2 separate regions of the Mus musculus genome follow, and region 1 is linked to region 2. A link is a contact called in public Hi-C data. All regions are on one chromosome and are shown on one strand. The core of a region is the stretch at or near the end of the contact, and the rest is flanking DNA. Distances in the headings are between cores, read along the strand shown. Region 1 has its middle 66 kb from the start of Gm41321. Region 2 overlaps Slc30a8 (solute carrier family 30 (zinc transporter), member 8).

Region 1 (5,031 bases), core at 1,343-3,842, 75 kb after region 2:
ATGTGTGTAACTGAAATAATGACTAACAAGAGTCTAGTAGAAATGAAGAAAATCATTATAAAAGGACAAATCATGGACAGACATTAGTAGAGAATAAAACAGAGAATGTGAAAGAGAAGTTTTGTTGTTGTTGTTTGTTTCAATTTTTAAAAAAGGTATTGTCTGGGTATGGAAATAAGTCAGAATGCCCACACTCAGCCAGGATTTGCTCTGTCAGTCGTGAAGGCTATGGCGGGGCACTTGGGCCATGCTGCTGTGATCTGTGTCTTAATATGAAAACAATACAGAAGTAGAAAGTCTATGAGGAACCTTGTCCTTCAGCCTATGGAGGCTTATGCTTTCTCTGTGTCTTTGGCTATTATGCAAACAGGAAGAAAGACTGTCCTTAAGGAATAAATCACACTCATTTTACTAAATCAATGATACATGGAAAATTAACTTTCTCAGAACCTCTTTATGCTCTTGAGTGTAGCCTTATGAACCTCTGCTGGCCTAAGATACTGCTACATCTCTATTCTCCTCTTACACCCTCCCCTTTGGCACAGATTGCTCTTCTTTATTTTTCCTGGATTATGAAGGAAGATGTCTCAGGAAGGGATGATAAGAAGTAAACTTCAATTATGTGGCTTTCATTGAACTCAGCATGATATTAGTAGAAAATATTGGAAACCATTGCAATTATGACTAGAATTAGTCATGTTCAATCCAGAGTCAAACTTTGTAGACATAATATGATGTGGAGAGGAGGGATCTTAACACTAAGGATTGTGGGATAAGCCATATGGAAATCTACAACTCTGTAGCACACATATACAAAAACAAACAATATATTATACATGTTAAATAATTTTATAGGAATTGCTCTAGACAGAGGATAATCATCCTTCAAGGAACCATAGGTTGCAAATAGAAAGCCAAGTGCTAATTATAAGATACCTCTTCTTGAGCTTTTGGTCAGAGGTGTCCTGAAAACCACCAAACAATATAGGTTACTGCCACTGTTCTTGGTTATCCACCAGAAGTTGATAAACTGTACTTGCTGAAGACACTACACACTTTCATTACAGGACAGGAAGAAATCAAGTTGTTACTGACCAGGAAGCTTCCCCCATGCTGCCTAGCTTTCATACATAACATGAGCAGGTTCTACACAGGCTTCTGGGAGAATGTCTATCGGGCAAGATAGGCCGATGGGTGCAAAGGTGGCATTAATATATTGGGTGCAAACAACTGCTTTCTTATATTTAATCTAATACAATAAGAAGCCAACATTGGATATCTCACAGGCCAAAGGGATGAACTTATCATCATCATGTTAAATAGACATAGTATCAGACTGAGATTCCCCTATCAAGTCTTAGGGATCACCATGAAAGAAGTGGGGTTGAGATGGGAATCATAAGACCCAGAAGTTATGGGGGATTGCAGTGAAAGTGTTTTCTAGATATGACCATGCTACTGCACTCATAAAATTACAGTGCTGTGACTGCACAAGATCAGTGAAAGATTAAGTTAACCAACATACTAGCATGGACTGTGAAGGAGTTTATGAGTCCCTACTCTTAACTGAAGAACCTAGGACAGCTGATACATTTCAGGGTAGGGAGATTGGTTTTCTTTAAGGATGTGACCCTGGTAATTGACCTTATTCCAGAAGATGGTCCCATTTCCAGGAGCATATGGACATCACAAATTGGTCTGAATGGTTTTTTTTTCTTTTTCTTCTTTTAGGTGATACAAAGTTTGAAGTGAACAACAATGTGGGAATGAATCTAGAAGAATTAAGGGGAGGAGTTGGGATAACTATGATAAAAGAGGATTTATGAAATTCTCAATGAATTATTTAAATACATTTAAAAATGTGAATCTGAGAACTAGGTTGGAGCTGTTTGTATACACATATACATCCTAGACATTTTTATTTCAAGTGCAGTCTAAAATGACAACTTGGGCACTATAATGAATGGGCTGTTTGAATTCATTTACTGCACATCACAATATAATCTGCTCCAAAACGCAAATGAGTTCTGAGCTATGACCAGTTATTTTCATAAATATTAGTTCATTTGTTTCCTCCAACAATCTGTGAAAGTGATGTTTTTATCGCTTCAGAAAGAACATTAGTTCAAGAACAAACTAAGAGCATGCATAATTAATAATCTTTCACATTCCTGGAGGACTCACTGTGCATCCATTACTTTGTGTGCACGGTCTCTAACACTAGCAAAGGTAAAAGGAGGTGAATAGCATTTCTCAGTTGGAGTCCATTTTACCTGCCTGATAACACTTGGTGTTATCTGGAAATAATTTCAGTTTTCACAGCCAAGTGTGACAGGTGAGAATGAGCATGGCCTTACATCTAAGGAATAAAAGAATGCTAAGTCAGAACTGTTGCTCCCAACTAAGAATTAATTTCAGGTAAATGGTAAAAGTACTATGAGGGTTCCCTTAACATTCAGCTGCAGTAAACCCCAACACAGAGATGGAAAAAAAAAACCTCAGAGTTAGATCTAAGCCAGTAGTAGCCACTGATGTTTATGTGGAATTTGAACCCAGTCTCTACTGACCAGGCAAATTTTGCTGTTACAGCACAGTACACAGAGTTCTAACTTGCTGCAATCTTAACAAAACAAAACAAACAAACAAATGAAAGTCAACTCTCTGGTGTCTCTGTGTTCTAATCCTAAAACTGAAGACATTGCCATCCACTCTGTTCTCTGGAATCATTTTTTGTCTTAAGTGACCGTGTTTCACAAAATACAATGATGTCATTTTCAGACAGAGCATTAATCAGCACTGTGACAAGAACACAGGTCCAAAAGCCAAGAACGCCTCACTTCAAAACCAAGCTCTGACAGTGGCTGTCCATGGAACTTTGACCAGCTTTCTTAAACTCCCTGGGCCTTAATTCTCTCATCTAAAAAAAGAAGAGAAATTGTTGCCTGGAGGATATAGATCAAGAATGAAATTGAAATTGCATTAGAAGAGGGACTGGTATACGCTGAATGAACTGTGGGCTATCATTCATTTGCATTATTCATGTTTATGTAAATATCTAATTATGAAGAATTCTTCAGTTCTTCTAATATTTTATATGGCACATCCAACTGATTTCACAAACGTCTGTCATCTGTGTCACTGTGGTCTGTTGTTCATGGAAGCAAACTCTTGTGAAGTCAGATCATCTTGTGTGATCTACAGAACCAAAATAGCACTCACTAGTAAGAAGGAAAACACCTGCTCATGTCGCCCTCAAAGCCACACAAAGACTCAGAGGGCGAAATCAGAATCTAATTACCCAATAGCGTTTTGAAAGACTGCATTTAGACAAGCTCATGGTGTGCTTATCAATACTTACAAAATGTTTTATTTGGGAGAAGAACCCCCTAAGCATTAATTATCATAAAAGAGCCCCAAAGGATTCATCCTATACTCATGTGTATTGACCCTCAGGCAATTCCTGTAGATTTTCATTAGTAGAATCCTCCTCTTAGAAGTAGAATGAAAAAGTTCCAAGTTGATTCCTTTTAAAAAGGCATAGGAACAATTTAATAAAGGAATTTAGTTTCAAGGGGTGTGGATGCAATGACAGAACCCACATGGATACAATAGGTACTTATTCCCTATAGGCTACTGGTCTTGCAGTGACTAAATACAAAGTCATTCCAATTTAGATATGGTTTTATTGCTTCAATTCTGCACAGCCGGAGTGGCTATGTTCTGTCTAACCATTCTGGGGCAGAATAAAAAAAGAAAAATGACAACCTGCCCTCAGGCAAACATTCTCATCGAAGGTAAAGTAAAATAATTCCCTTACTCAGGGTAATTCTTGAATGCATGCATCACTGGCCAGTTGCTGTTTTAGAAGAGAGATTAAACTGTGAATGCTACAAGGTCCTTACATTTTAGTGAGGGACACAGGCAATCAGCAAATAAACACATAAAGAAATATGATCATTTCAGGCAGTAGGATGCCCAGAGAAGGGAGAATAAAGCCAGGTATTGCAGAGTCACAGGGAAAGACGACAGTGGAAAGGAGATACATGTGAGAGCTGAAGATAAAACTCGGAAAAGTTTTAGACCCGTTGAGTGAATTTTTAGTTTGGAAATTCAGGACCTGTCATTGGTGATGGTGCCTTCTCCCAGCCTTTGTATCTTTAATGAACCCTTGAGGCTCTTCCCTTGTCCCCTGGGTGATTAAGAGGATTGTTAAGTTCTAGCCATCACATCCATGTGCTGGACAATGAGAAAGCAAAGAAACACCTTACCCCTTTGGAAAACTTCCCAGTTTCTGTTGGACATTTACATCTCTTTTTTTCCCCCACATTTTTTTATTAGATATTTTCTTCATTTACGTTTCAAATGCTATCCCAAAAGTCCCCTATACCCTCCCACTGGCCTGCTCCCCTACCCACCCACTCCCACTTCTTGGCCCTGGCGTTCCCCTGTACTGTGGCATATAAAGTTTGCTAGGCCAAGGGGCCTCTCTTCCCAATGATGGCTGACTAGGCCATCTTCTGCTACATATGCAGCTAGAAACATGAGCTCTGGGGGTACTGGTTAGTTCATATTGTTGTTCCGCCTATAGGGTCTCAGACCCCTTCAGCTCTTGGGTACTTTCTCTAGCTCCTATACACCAGCAAGATTTTGCTGAACAACCCTGATATTGTTGTCTCCTGTGAGGCTTTACCAGTGCCTGTTAAATACAGAAGTGGACGCTCACAGTCATCTATAGGATGGAACACAGGGCCCCCATATAGGAGCATTTACATCTCTTTAGACTGATTTAAGCCACGCAGTCCAGTCCTCCAAACCTTCAAGGGGCTACAAAGTATAGCCTTACAATTAGGTAGTAATGTCATTTTATTCATTGCTGTCACCAAATCTGTGCCAGGAAACAGCTTCATGGAAGATGATTTTATGTTGGTTCAAATTTGAGAGGTATAGCTCAGAGTGAAAAATGGCATTGAGACTGGGCCTCAGCTGTGGTAACAGGAAGAACAAAACTGCTTTATCACATTTAGGTGATCA
Region 2 (4,584 bases), core at 1,841-4,340:
ACATAAACATATGTGTATGATTATAAAATAATAATAATAATAATTTAAAAGTTAAAGAAAATGAGCAGAGCATTAGAGAACTGTGACGCATGATAAATTCATTAGTTCATGCATAATAGTATTACCAGAAGGAAAGAAAAATTTATAAATGTCTTTAATGACCCCAAATCTCAAAAATTTGGTGAAAATTAATTTGCAGTTCCATTATACTTAGTGAATATAAGAAGAGACAAGCAGCTCGGTGAGGTGATGCATGTTTATGCTGCGGTACTTGGGAGGCAGAGGTATGTGGATCTCTATAAGTTTGAGGCTGGCCTAATCTACATAGTGAGTTCTGAGACACCCAGGACTACATAGAGAGACTTCATCTCAAAAAACTGGTGAGGCCAGAGGAGGGTACTGGACTCTTCTGAAATGACAGGTTGTTGTTAGCTGCCTGACTTTGTAGATGGGTGTGAGCCCCCATGTGCTTAGAGCTGAAAGCCAGCTTTTCTACAAAAAGCACTAAGCACTCACCTCCTGCACAGCCATCTCTCAGCCCTGAAGAGAATCTCCTTAAATCCATAACATGGAATGTTATAATTAAGAAGAAAGTATGAAAGTATTTCAGAATGTGTAGAACATAACTATGTCCAGGCCCGTTGCTTCTAATAAATATTAGAAGATACTGTGCATTCCAGCCAGGACTTCCATGTGAGAAAACAAAATGAGAGACATCAGAATAGAAAGGGAAAATGAAAGCTATATTTCCAAACAATAACATATTTTAAATATAAAAATGTCAAAACATACTCTGAGAAATGTAAGATTTAGTAAGTTCAGTAAAGTGGTAATAAATGATAGATATAAATGTAATTGTATTTTTACATAGGAATAGCAAAATAAAATAAAATAAGACCTGAAAATAAAGTTAAGAAAACTCATTTACTTACAAGGGCATGCAAACAAAGCATATGAATTCATCAAATAGGGGGTAAAGCTATAGCTTACTGGCTAAGGGCATTGGTTGCTCTTTCAGAAGACCCAGGTTTGATTCCTAACACTCACATGGAGGTTCACCAACACCTACAACTGCAGTCCCCAGGGGATCTAATGCCTTCTTTTGTCTTTTGCCAACACAACATCGCATGCAGTACACAGACCATATATGCAGGCAAAACACCCATACTCATAAATTAGAAATTACAAAAAAGTAATTCATTAAATAAATAAAAATGTTCAATTTTATATTATAATTTACAGAACATTGTAGGAATTAAAGAATTCACTAAGAATGTTTCCAACATTGTGGAAGAATTAATATTGCTAAATTTTAAAATTGACATGAAAATTTAATGTGCTCACCATAATACTTATTAAGAGAAATTAAACCTTTTAAGAGAAATTAACAAATAGACCTCACAACTTACATAGTAACAGAAGGGACTTCTTACTTAGGATTTTGATTGCTGTCAAGAGGTGCAATAACCATAGCAACTCTTATGGAGGAAAGCATTTAATTGGGGTTGACTTACAGTTCAGAGGTTTAGTCTACTATTGTCATGGTGGGAAGCATGGTGGCATACAGGCAGACATGATTCTGGAGAGGTTGCTGAGAGTTCTATGTCTGGGTTGGCAAGCAGCAGAGAGAGGGAGATACTGCGAAGTCCTCCCCCTGTGACACAGTTTCTCCAATAAGCTGATACCTACTCCCAAAATGCCACTTGTCCTAATCCTTCCAAATAGTGCCTATGGGGGCCGTTTTCCCTTAAAATACCATATCCCATTCCCTTAACCCATAGGATTCTAATCATAACTTCAAAAATCCTTATTATCGCCTATAACAGTCTCAACATTGTTGAAATGCCTAAAGTTCAAAATCTCTTCTGAGACTCATGATAAACTTCTTAGCTGTAGCCCCCTGTAAGATCAATATCCAAAAGCATACCACACACTTCCAACACACCATAGCATAGGAGATACACTACCATTCCTGAAGGTAGGAAAGGGAGCATAGTGGGAAAGACTGGACCAAAGCAAGACTGGAAAGCAGCTGACAAACTCCAAATTCTGTATCTCTATGTCTGATGTCAATGAGGTCTTCAGATCCCTAACTCCTTTCAGCCTTGTTGACTGCAGCATACTGCTTTCTCTCAAGATGGTTCCACTCTCTGTTAGCAGCTTTCCTCAGAAGCCATCCCATGATGCTGCTATCTTTAACACCTTGAAGTCTTCAAGGCAGTTCTGACTTCACCTTCACGGCTTTAAGCAATGGCCTCTTTAGTCCTCCACACAGTGACACACCTGCCATATATCTGACCGCAATGGTTTGCCTTAGATGTCATAACCCCTTTCTTTTATCCTTGATCTACAGCCATAAACAAGTGGAGGGAGAAGTTGGCAAGTTCTGCTGCTTGCTGGCCCTGGAACACTCATTTGAATACATTTTCACCAGCTTTCTGTTTTCAATGGTTTCCATCACTGCCTGAACTTCCTCTGTAGACTAGGCTGGCCTTGAACTCAGAGATCCACTTGCCTCTGCCTCCTAAGTGCTAGGATTAAAGGTGTGTGCCACTATGCCTACCCTGAACCTTTCCTTAAGTCCTTTTCACAAAATGGAAGCTTAATTGGGGCTTTGCTCTGAGGTCACTACTCCTTTGATTCCATGTAGCACCAGGCTTTTCTTTAATCTGTTTACCATTCCCAGTGTCCCTTTTCTCAAACTGTACATTTTGCATTTTTCCTTGCTCAGCTTGCTCCTTTTCATTATAGATATGCGTAAGACCGGCCACTAATAATCAAGCAACTAATAAAGCAACACTATCAGTGCTACGCTTTCTGGAAAGTTCTTCCACCAATGCTGTTAATCCATAACTCTTCATTTTAGCTTCAGGCAGACTTTTCAGACAAGGACAAAAAGTATTCTTCACCAACATATCATAAGACTTTGACTAGGCCACACAGTAATACTCTTCTCTAAAACCTCTTAAGCCAGACCCCCCAGAGTTCAAATCACTCAATACCACTGTCTTCCACGATTCTACTAGCATGGCCTATTAAGCCCCACTTAAAGTACTCAACTGCTTTCCTAATCCAAAGTCCACATTCTGCCATAAAGGGAAAAGGTCAAGTCCACTATTGCAATACCCTAGTCCCTGGTGCCAACTTCACAAGGTGTCACATACCCTGCTATTAAAAATTAACACAAACCCAATTAGAAAGCACTTGGTCATCCCCATAATAATCACACCACTATTACACTAGAGTGTATTTATCTGTTCATCCAGGTAATTCACACACACAAAGAAGACATAAAAGTAGTCGTGTGTGGTGGTTTGAATATGCTTGTCCTAAGTTGTTGTGGCCTTAGACTAAATGTGGCCTTGTTGGAGGAGATGTGCCACTGTGGGAGTGGGCTTTGATGTCTCTATGCTCAGTCTCCTCCCAATGTTGACTAAGAGCCTCCTGGCTGCCTGTGGAATCCAGTCTTTTCCTGGATGCCTTCAGATCAAGATACAGAACTCTCAGCTTCTCCAGCATCATGTCTGCCTGTATGCTGCCATGCTTCCTGCTATTATGATAATGGACTGAACCTTTGAAACTGTAAGCCAGCCCCAATTAAATGTTTTCCTGTATAAGAGTTGTGCCTTGGTCATGGTGTCTCTTCATAGCGATGGAAATCCTTACTAAGACAGAGTGACAAGAAGGCTTTCAGTAGTAGAGAGAGAGGAAAAAGAGAGGAAAATTATAGGGTAAAAAGCCCCTGAAATTCATTATGTGCATGTATGAAACTCTCAAAGATTCAAAAAATGAAAAGAGTAATTATATACTTAAATTCACGACATAGGCTACCAGCATATACATACTAATATACATATACATACATACATATAATAATACATACCAACTGAATGGGCCAATTGTATTTCAACAAGGTGTTTTCAACATATGTTTTTGGGACAATTAAATAGTTGTGTAAAAAAAAGTTAATATGTATATATTTCTGACATCATATTAAAGAACTTTACTAACATGAGTTATAGCATTAAGGAAGATGCCAAGATGATATAGTTAAATATCTTCTTAAAGAAAACATAGGTATAAACCAATGAATCTTGGATTAGGAATGTTTTCTTGAAAAGATACTTAAGATATAAGTATTAAAATTGTGTAAGTTAACAAGAAAGGAAACATCTTCTTCTGTAAACTATAGTACAGAAACAGTGCCCAAATTGCACAAAGTTAATGGGGGTAGACTTTGTTCTAAGCTCTAGGAAGCAGCATGGCTGAGTTTAGGCCTAAATGTAAGGAGCTTTACACAAACAGTCTTCAGTTATAGTGGATGGGTCTCATTTGATAAAAATAGTTTGCTTCCAGACTCTTGGGTCAATTTTGAGAGCGATTATTACATTAGTATTCTCGTTGCTTGTGACCAAAAGCAAGCTCAAGGACAAAAGATTTAGCTCTGGTCATGGTTCAGGAGATGACAGTCTACCATGACAAGACAAAGTACGTCCATTGTGATGGAAGCATGAGCCTGGGGCTCTCCTATCTTAGCTTTTCCAGGAAGCACAAAGAAATAGCACAAAATCAAGAGGAGGTATA

Evidence for each region. Hi-C and Micro-C count contacts between places; a contact is called where the count stands out from the background.
Region 1: a contact with region 2 is called in a Hi-C map of liver, with 2.8 times the contacts expected there. The contact joins two enhancer-like sites. A contact is called at or near these places in 3 of 39 promoter capture datasets (embryonic stem cells, liver and stem cell-derived epiblast-like cells), 3 of 484 Hi-C or Micro-C datasets (all in liver), 2 of 115 datasets of contacts at active chromatin or transcription factors (kidney and liver) and 1 of 9 other capture datasets (liver).

What each region holds. Positions count from the first base shown.
Region 1 is chr15:52,375,704-52,380,734 of GRCm38.p6, forward strand. No RefSeq gene overlaps it. Among named protein-coding and RNA genes, the nearest start is that of Gm41321, 66 kb to the right of the region's middle. Within about 2 kb of position 2,593, at least 4 of the 459 cell types and tissues checked have an H3K27ac peak or open chromatin away from gene starts, as enhancers often do. A contact at or near this core is called in kidney and liver, where this site is marked.
Region 2 is chr15:52,300,356-52,304,939 of GRCm38.p6, forward strand. All of the region lies in intron 1 of Slc30a8 (solute carrier family 30 (zinc transporter), member 8), which reads left to right. Among named protein-coding and RNA genes, the nearest start is that of Slc30a8, 7.1 kb to the left of the region's middle. Within about 2 kb of position 3,091, at least 3 of the 459 cell types and tissues checked have an H3K27ac peak or open chromatin away from gene starts, as enhancers often do. A contact at or near this core is called in kidney and liver, where this site is marked.